2 separate regions of the Oryctolagus cuniculus genome follow, and region 1 is linked to region 2. A link is a contact called in public Micro-C data. All regions are on one chromosome and are shown on one strand. Each heading gives the region's core, a stretch centred on a gene start, on an enhancer-like site or on the middle of the called end of the contact. The rest is flanking DNA. Distances are from core to core; before and after follow the strand shown. Region 1 holds the start of ASAP2 (ArfGAP with SH3 domain, ankyrin repeat and PH domain 2). Region 2 holds the start of CPSF3 (cleavage and polyadenylation specific factor 3).

Evidence for each region. A called contact is a pair of places that touch in the nucleus more often than the background predicts.
Region 1: a Micro-C map of ear pinna shows a contact between it and region 2, with 4 times the contacts expected there. The contact joins the promoter of ASAP2 here to the promoter of CPSF3 in region 2. A contact is called at or near these places in 2 of 6 Hi-C or Micro-C datasets (ear pinna and an unstated tissue).

Annotation. Positions count from the first base shown.
Region 1 is chr2:192,844,336-192,848,498 of mOryCun1.1, reverse strand. It overlaps ASAP2 (ArfGAP with SH3 domain, ankyrin repeat and PH domain 2), which reads left to right and starts at 2,406. Exons shown (of 28, transcript XM_051833312.2): 1 at 2,406-2,795. The coding sequence starts at 2,670.
Region 2 is chr2:192,666,819-192,671,012 of mOryCun1.1, reverse strand. CPSF3 (cleavage and polyadenylation specific factor 3) reads left to right here and starts at 2,889. Exons shown (of 18, transcript XM_002722482.5): 1 at 2,889-3,158. The coding sequence starts at 3,109. ITGB1BP1 (integrin subunit beta 1 binding protein 1) reads right to left here and starts at 2,982. Exons shown (of 7, transcript XM_017338412.3): 1 at 2,734-2,982.

The DNA.
Region 1 (4,163 bases), core at 1,157-3,656, 180 kb before region 2:
GAGAGAGAACAGAGATCTTCCATCTGCTGGTTCACTTCCCAGGTGTGCATAACAGCCGGGGTTGGGCTGGGCCGGGCTGAAACCAGGAGCTGGGGATTCAGTCTGGGTCTCACATGTATACTGCTTTCCCAGGCCAGAGCAGAGAGCTGGACAGGAAGTGGAGCAGCTGGGACTCGAACCCGTACCCACAATGGATGCCGGCACTGCAGGTGGAGGCTTAGTCCACTACGTCACAGTACCATCCCCCTGCCTCATGAAGTGACATCTTAATCACAGTGCCAAAGGCCCACTCACTCAGGGCCTTTTAGATTTTTTAAATAAAGATTTTAATTATGTATTTGAAAGGGAGAGGCAGAGAGAAAGGTCTTCCATCCACTGTGTCACTCCTCAAATGGCTGCAACAGCTGGAGCTGGGCCCGGCAGAAGCCAGGAGCCTGGAACACCATTCGGGTCTCCCACATGGGTAACAAGGGCCGGAGGACTTGGGCCATCACCGGCTGTTTTCCCAGGAGCATTAGCAGAGAGCTGGCCGAACGTGGAGCAGCCAGGACCTGAACTGGGTCTCGGGTATGGGAAGCAATGCGGGTGGTGTGCATACGGCCCCTTGCTCAGACTTGGAAGGAGTGGCAGAGTAGTAAACTGCTCTGTCATTCCGATCCATCTGACGTCCTCTTTACACCGCCAATGGACTTGGTGACGATTTCTTTTCCACCAGCTCTCTCATCCACTTGCAACACACAACGCAGCACCACTACTTCCTGCCCCCGAGAAAATACCACAAATGAGAAGAAACGGGGCAAGAGGTGCATGGAGAGAGAGAGAGCACTGAGCTTCACTTTGCCCTTGTAGAAGGCGTCTTGAACGCTTTGGCTAATGCTGGACCAGATGCCAAGGAAAATCACAGCGTGCCCATCCTAAGCCCGCAGAGCCTCACAGAGACTGCGGTCGCCAAGCCCTGAAAAGGTGGCCAGGATAGACATTGTCCCACCAGGATGGACATTGTCCCACACCACCCAGGAACAAAGACTGCAGCTAGAGGAGCAGGCAGGAGGCCACCGAAGGAGCCAGGGGCACCAGTATACCTGCAACAGGTACCCGCCAGGCAGGAAGTATACAAAGTTGCCAATCCAGGAAATCCCCAAAGACATCCAAAGGGTGGAAACCCTACAGGGAGGACAGCAGCAGAGTTTCAAAGTTGCAGCTCATGGCTGAGTGCAGTACTGAAAGCCGCGCACCAAGCAATCCAGGGAGCGCTGCTGAAATACCAGAGGCCATACATAACGTCTGAGCGAAGGCGCCCCTCCTACAGCGAATTCTCACAAGGCAGCTTAAGACGGGCCGTGGGGTCCCCGGTCCCCGGAGGCAGCTCCCCCAGCGTCTCTCGCACTTCCTCCTCGTCCGAAGCACAAAAGGTTTTTGTCCATTTCTCCCGGGTCTAGAGCCGGCAGCCACGGCCAGCGCTGCACTCGGCTGGCGGAGCCGCCGGCGCGATTCTACGCGAGCGCAGTCCCCAGACCCGAGAGCTGCGCATGGAAGTCGGCGTTGATTCAGCCTCTTCCCGCGGACCGGCTACGACCCGGCCTGGCCGCCCTCCACCCCCGGAGGAGACCCCTCCTCGCCCGCTCGCGCGGCGTCCCCGGGAGGGGTCCGGCCGGGCACCCTGGGAGGATTTCCCGCTAAGCCCGGGCGAGCGCAGCGGACACGACTGCAGCATTTCCTGGCGCCGTGCGCCTTCCTAGCAGAGGGGCCACCCGTGGGGGTTTGAATCCCACCAGGACCCCAGCCCTCGGGCACGTTGGTCCGGGCAGGACATGCACCCGCCTCTCTCACGCCTGCCCGGGCGAGACGACCCCACGGAAACCACGCAGACGCTCACTACAGGGTTCCCACTCGTGGCTGTGTCAGGTGCTCCGGGCGGAGCGCGTCCTCCGGCAGGGGGCGAGCGACTCGCGCCGGCTTCCCGCAGCCCGGGCTTTCCCCGGGTGCGCTTCAGGTGGGGGCCCCAGCGGGGCTCCCCGCCGGGGCCGGGCTGGCGTGCCCGGGGGGGGGGGGGGAAGGCGGCCCTGGCTCGGCCCGAGCGCACCCAGGGTCCGAGCGACGGCCTCGGGAGGTCTCCGTGCGCGGCAAGACCCCCCCGGGGGGCGCGCCCCAAGACCCCGCGCGCCGCGCCGGCCCCGGGCTTCGAGACAATGCGGCGGCGGCGGCGGCGGGGAGCGGCTCGGCGGGCCGGGGCGCGCGCCGCGCTCCTTCCTGCGGGCTCCGCTTCCCGGCGGCGCGGCGGCGGCGAGCGCGCCGATTGGCGCCCGGGCCTCCGCGCCGCCCCGCCCCGCCCCGCGCCCGGCCGGCCGCCGCCCCCGGCCCGGACCCGCCCCTCTCCGCGGGAGGCGCTCGGGGCCCGCGGCTGGGTGGCGGGCAGTTCCCGCCGGCTCTGCGCGCCCGCCTTGGGGCTCGCTGGAGAGGACGCGCGGCGGCGGCGGCGGCGGTCGCGGGAGCCCTCGGCGCGCGCGCGGACGGCCGGGCCGAGCTGCGGGCTGCGCGCCGCCCCTGCTCCCGCCGCCGGGCCCCGCGCCGGCTCCCGCGCCCAGCGGCGGCCCCCGCGCCCCGGCGCTCCCCTTTGTCCGCGCGCCCGGGCGGCGGCGGCGGCTGTCCCTCGCCCGCGCGCCGCGGCGATGCCGGACCAGATCTCCGTGTCGGAATTCGTGGCCGAGACCCATGAGGACTACAAGGCGCCCACGGCCTCCAGCTTCACCACGCGCACGGCCCAGTGCCGGAACACGGTGGCGGCCATCGAGGAGGTGAGCGGCGGCCTGGGAGGCAGTTCTGGCCGCAGGGACCGCGGCGCCGCGCCCCGGCCGGGTCCCCGCCCGAGGCGGCCCGCGCGGGTCCCGGCCCCCGCGGCCGGGAAAAGTTTCTTCTCCGGCGCTGCGGACGCGGCCGGGCCAGCCCTGCCCGACACAGAAGCCCTTTGTTCCCGCGTCGGGGCTCGCAGGCGACGGTCGAGGGCCACTTCGGGCCTCTGCGGGACCCCCGCCCCGCCCCCATCTCCCTCGCGGGGGCTCCGGCGGGGGCCCTTCCCTCCCCGCGCGGCCAACTTTGGGCCGAGGGCCGGAGGCGGCGGTGAGCAGGGGACCCCTGAGCCCGCCGCGGTCCGGGGTGCGAGGTCCCCGGCGCGGACCTCCGCAGCTTGTCCCCGGCGCGGCTCCGCGCGGGTTCCTCCAGGGGGGCCCGGCCCGCCAAGGTGAAGAGGCCTGGGCGCCCCCGCACCGTGCACGCGGAGTCGGCGCCTCTAGGGCCGGGAGGCCTCTGGTGCGGCTCCGGGTTACCTGCGTCTCACCTGCGGGAACCCCTGGCCGCCTGCCTCCGGCTCCCTGGGCGAGGCCTGGCTTCAGGCAGCTCTTTCAGGGTGCACAGTCATCGCCGGGGCGCTGTCCAGGTCCGGGCCGCAGCCCGGGGCGGGTCCTCGCTGCGGCGGCGCCTCGCTCACCTGCTGGAGCCGGGGCCTCCGAGCGCGGGCGCCTGCCTTCCGCGGGGCCGGTGGCGGGGACCCGGCGCCCAGCCCCGCGTGCGGCAGCCGGGAGTCGCCGGTTTGGTTGTTCTTGGCTGCAGCGTGAGGCTGCCGCATAAGAATCGGGTATGGGGGTGGGTGGGTGGGTGGGTGTTTTAGACCAAAATGCCTGGGCCAGAGTCGGGTGCCCGGGGTCCCCCGGAGCGGTAGATCAAGGCCGGGATTCATCCCGCCACCCCCACCTGAACAAAGAATCTGCGCTTAGCAACCGCTTGAGAAAAAGATGCAGAATGTTTTATCTTAACCGGGGATTCTCTGTAGGCAGAAACAGCCCTTGGCGGGGCTGAGTCAGAAGTCACCGCTCGCTCGCGTTCTTGACCGTGTCGGCCCAGGTAGCTCCTCCTGTCCCCACCCTTTTTTGGCACAAGGCAGCTGAGTGGAAACCTTTTGCAGGGAGTCCAGTGTTCTCCAGGTGACTTAATTCCACTTTTATCTGAAAGGCTTAAAAAAGCAGGCACGAGGCAGGTGGGGATGGCGAGTGAGATGGTTTCGGAAGACCTAGTTGGAAAGCCCTGGAAGTACACCTTCTGCGCCGAGGTAGTAGCAGGTGTTTTGCAAGGCAAGGAAGCTTCATCGCCAGTGCCTGGTCGTGGTTGTA
Region 2 (4,194 bases), core at 1,640-4,139:
TGGACCCACAGGTACTACAGAACTGAAGTACCTACCAGAACTTCTATGGACTGTTTCATTATATCCTCCCAGCAATTCTGGGACTCTACTCTCTCATTAGCTCCACGGAACTGTATAAAAGCCTACTATGTCAGGGCTGGCACTATGGTATAGCAGGTAAAGCCACCACCTGCAATGCCGACATCTCATATGGCCGCTGGTTCAAGTCCAGGCTGCTCCACTTCCAATCCAGCTCTCTGCTATGGCCTGGGAAAGCAGTGGAAGATGGCCCAAGTTGTTAGGCCCCTGCACCCCTGTGGGAGATCTGGAAGAAGCTCCAGGTTCCTGACTTCAGATAGGCTCATCTCCAGCCATTGTGGCCATTTGGGGAGTGAACCAGCAGATGCAACATTTCTCTCTCTCTCTCTCTACCTCTCTCTGTAGCTCTTTCAAATAAAGAAAAATAAAAAGTCTTTAAAAACATTTTAAATAAAGCCTAATATGTGTCATCAACTCTGCTGGGAGCTCTGAGGTATGTTATAATCTGTATTTTACAGAGGAGGGATCTGGGGCCTGCCTGTCGAGAGGATTCATGGACAGGGGCTGGTGCTGTGGCGCAGCGGGTTAACACCCTGGCCTGGAGTGCCAGCATCCCATACAGGTGTCAGGACGAGACCCGGCTGCTCCACCTCCGATCCAGCTCTCTATGGCCTGGAAGAGCAGTGGAGGATGGCCCAAGTGCTTGGGCCCCTGCACCCACATGGGAGACCCGGAGGAAGCTCCTGGCTCCTGGCTTCGGGTCGGTGCAGGTCGGGCCACTGCGGCCAATTGGGGAGTGAACCAGACAGAAGACCTCTCTCTCTCTGCCCCTCCTCTCTCTGTGTAACTCTGACTTTCAAATAAATAAATATTAAAAAAAAAAAAAAAAGGCAGTGAAATCACAACAGTTGTTTTTTTTTTTTAAACATGGCTCTGGCCGCCAGGTAGGGCACTCATGGCCCAGGATAAGAGTAAAGAGAGGGAGCCTGGTTAGCAGGTACTGCTGCAGACAGCAGCACTGCCCATCACTCAGGGGTACTTCTCAGCAAGACAGGAGGCGGCAGGGCCTCATTCCCAGCACTGCACACAGCCGGGGAGGCCCAGCACAGCACTCCAGCCTCCTGCGCCGAGGCAGGGCCGCGGGGCTACCACAGTGAACACGTCGGGTTCAAGGTCTGTCCCCTCAGGATCCTTGGTGATGGGTCCAGGAGAACCTCCCCACCAAAGAACACCGAAATCCGCATCCTCACGTCCCTTCGGTAAAATGCGTAGAATCTGTAAAGACGCTACACACATCCTCCTGTGTGTGGACTGCTTACCATAGCCAGTACCCTGTGGACGCCGCCTAATTAATGCGTGGTCACCCGGAACACCACGGGGAGAGTCTACACACATTCCGAGCAGGTGCAATGTGCTGTCCTGGACGGGCCGGATCCACAGGTGCGCAATCCGGAAGGCCTCGAAGTGTGGGAGAGCCCAGCTACGTGCACAAGGCCGCCGAGCGCAGTCCACAGCTAACGCTCGATTGCACCGCCCGTGGCTCCCTAAGGCATCTCCCCGACCCTGCAGAACCCCGAGAGCGGCTCCAGGGCCGGGGAGCCTTAAGCCTTTTTACATCGTCAGGCCGGGAGCTCGGGGGAAACGGCACTTGGTAAGTCTTCGATACCTGCTTTGCTGCATGCAAATCGCTCTTGCCTTATTCATGCGCCAAACGAGGTCCACCACACCGCGCAACACAGCGTCCTCCCCCGCATCGGCGCCCCCTCCTCCTCCACTTCACCCCAGGAAAGTGTGGTTTTGCCCACACCGAGGCCTGGCTGCCCCCGGCCCCCGCAGCCCACAGAGCACCCAGAACCCGGGCTCCCCGGGAGCTCTCGGAGGCGGCCCGCGTCGTGGCCAGGTCGCTGTCCTTTCAGGACCTGCTCCCCTCCTGGGAGGGCGCAGGCAGCCACGGCAGGCGGAGGGCAGTTCTCGCGTGGGGACCTTGTCCTGAATCACCCGTCACACCTCAGCCTCCCATCTGATGCCCCCGCTCCACTACAACCTCACAGCTGGAGACGCCCGTCCAAGGGCACGGGAGCCCTCTTCACCCCCGCCCCGGAGCGCGCACCTAGCCCAGGTGTGCTAAGCCCCCCACCCCCCGCATGCCTCCACCTGGAGTCACCTGGCTACCTCCCACCTCTCGGGACGAATCGCAGGCTGCTTCTCTTTTGCGACTGGCCCCCGACCCCCCAGGCTGAGCCAAGGGGCCACAGCGGGGGTGCCCGCCCTCACCCCGGGACCACCCGACCCCAGAGGTTCCCCCTTCCCAGGCACAGCCTGGCAGAGCCCTGCAAACCGAGCCGAGGACTTCCGCGGGAGGCCACCCCCGCCCCCCCCCCCCCCCGAGGCCTTGACACCACAGACCCCATGGCAGAGCGTGCGCGCTCCGGGGGCGCCAGGCCGGGGGCCGAGCGGGCCGCACACCTGCCGGGGCCCCCGCACCGTGCGCCTGCGCAGACGACGACCCCGGCCCGGCCCCAGGGGCGCGGGGAGAACGGAACGCGGGGGCCCCGCGCCTCGCCTTGCTCGCCCGCGGGGCTGCCCTGGGAGCCAGCGCGGCCGCCGCCTCGGCCCCACCCATGCTCCCCGCTCGCCGGCGCCGCCCTCGGGGCCGCGTTCCGCTCCGGCGCCCGCCATCTCGGCCCCGCCTGAGGCGACGCGCGGGGCCCTCACCTCGCGGCCGCGGGCCTGGCCCTGGGGACGCCGGCCCTCCGCGGCGAGTCCGAGGTTACTCCAGTTCTAATTCCGGCGCCGGCTTTTCCAAGCCTCCTCACCGCGTCCGCCGGGGCGCGCCTCCCCGGCCTCGCGCAGGCGCAGTGCTGAGGACCCGCCCCGGCCTCCCGGACCGCGCGTCGCGAGGAACCTCGCGGGCCGGGTTCTCGGACCGGAAGTCGGGGCGGAGCCTCACTCCGAGAGCGCCAGAGAACCGGAAGTTGTGCCTTTACTGGCCCGGGTTCTTCCTTCTTCAGGTCTCGGGAGCTGTGTTTCCAGTTCGGAAGAACTCGGGCGCCCGCTTGCTCAGCCTCGCTCCTCCCTCAGCCTCCCAGGATGTCTGCGATTCCTGCTGAGGAGAGCGACCAGCTGCTGATCCGACCCCTGTAAGGGACCAGCGGGCGAGGGGCGAGGAGGGGCCCCGCTGCCCGCAGCCCCGGCCCGGGCGGGCCTCCCGCGCTGACGGGGTTTCGCCCCGTCTCCCGTCTCAGGGGAGGCGGCGTGCAGGCCCCTGGGTTTCGCCCCGTCTCCCGTCTCAGGGGAGGCGGCGTGCAGGCCCCTGGGCGCTTTCGCGCGGGCTGAGGCTGCGGCGGCGCGGGGAGGAGCCGCCCCTGGCGCCGATGGCCCCCGGGGCCTGACGGTGCGGAGATGCGAGGCCGGAGCGGGAGAGGGGCGTGCGGGAGCGCAGCCCGCGGCGGGGAGGAGAGAGCGGAGCGCACGCCCTCGGCCCGTGGCTGTCCGTCGGAGACCGATCTCTCGCCTGGGCTGGCCCCCGAGGACAAATAGAGGAGTAGAGCTGAGTATAAATGTGGGGCTATGTGGAAGAGCAGTGTGGACCCACAGAGACTATCTGGAAGATTTAGGGAGCGAGCTTCCATCTGCTGGCCGGAAGCCTGGAGCTCCGTCCAGGTCTCCCGCGTGGGTGCAGGGGCCCAAGCACGCGGACCATCTCTGCTGCTTCCCAGGTGCACTAGCAGGGAGCTGGGTTGGCAGTGGAGCGGTGCTCATAGGTGTGCGGGGGTCCGGGACAGGGCTGACCCACCGCACCGCCGTGCCAGCCCCCGCAGACGCTGTTGCTGGGTGATAGTAGCCCACGCGTGGTGTCTGCTCCGCGTCCTGTAGGGGTTCACTGAGCGCCTGCGGGGACGTTCGTAACCCAGGTGTGCGTTCAGGGAAGACCGGGCAAGTACCTAGCACAGCACCGGGCTGGGGGTGCACACCAGACGGAGGACTGAGTTCGTGGAGTTGGCCCTTCAGGAGCGAACTGCAGTGCAAAGCGGGAAACGCTGGGAGAGGTGGGGGCCCTTTGGGGGCGGCGCTGGGGCGTGCTCCCTGCCCCACCCTTGCTAGGATAGGACAGCGGGTCTCCCTGAAGGCGTCTCTGGTGTGGAATTGAGCAGGAAAGATGGAGATCGTCCTCAG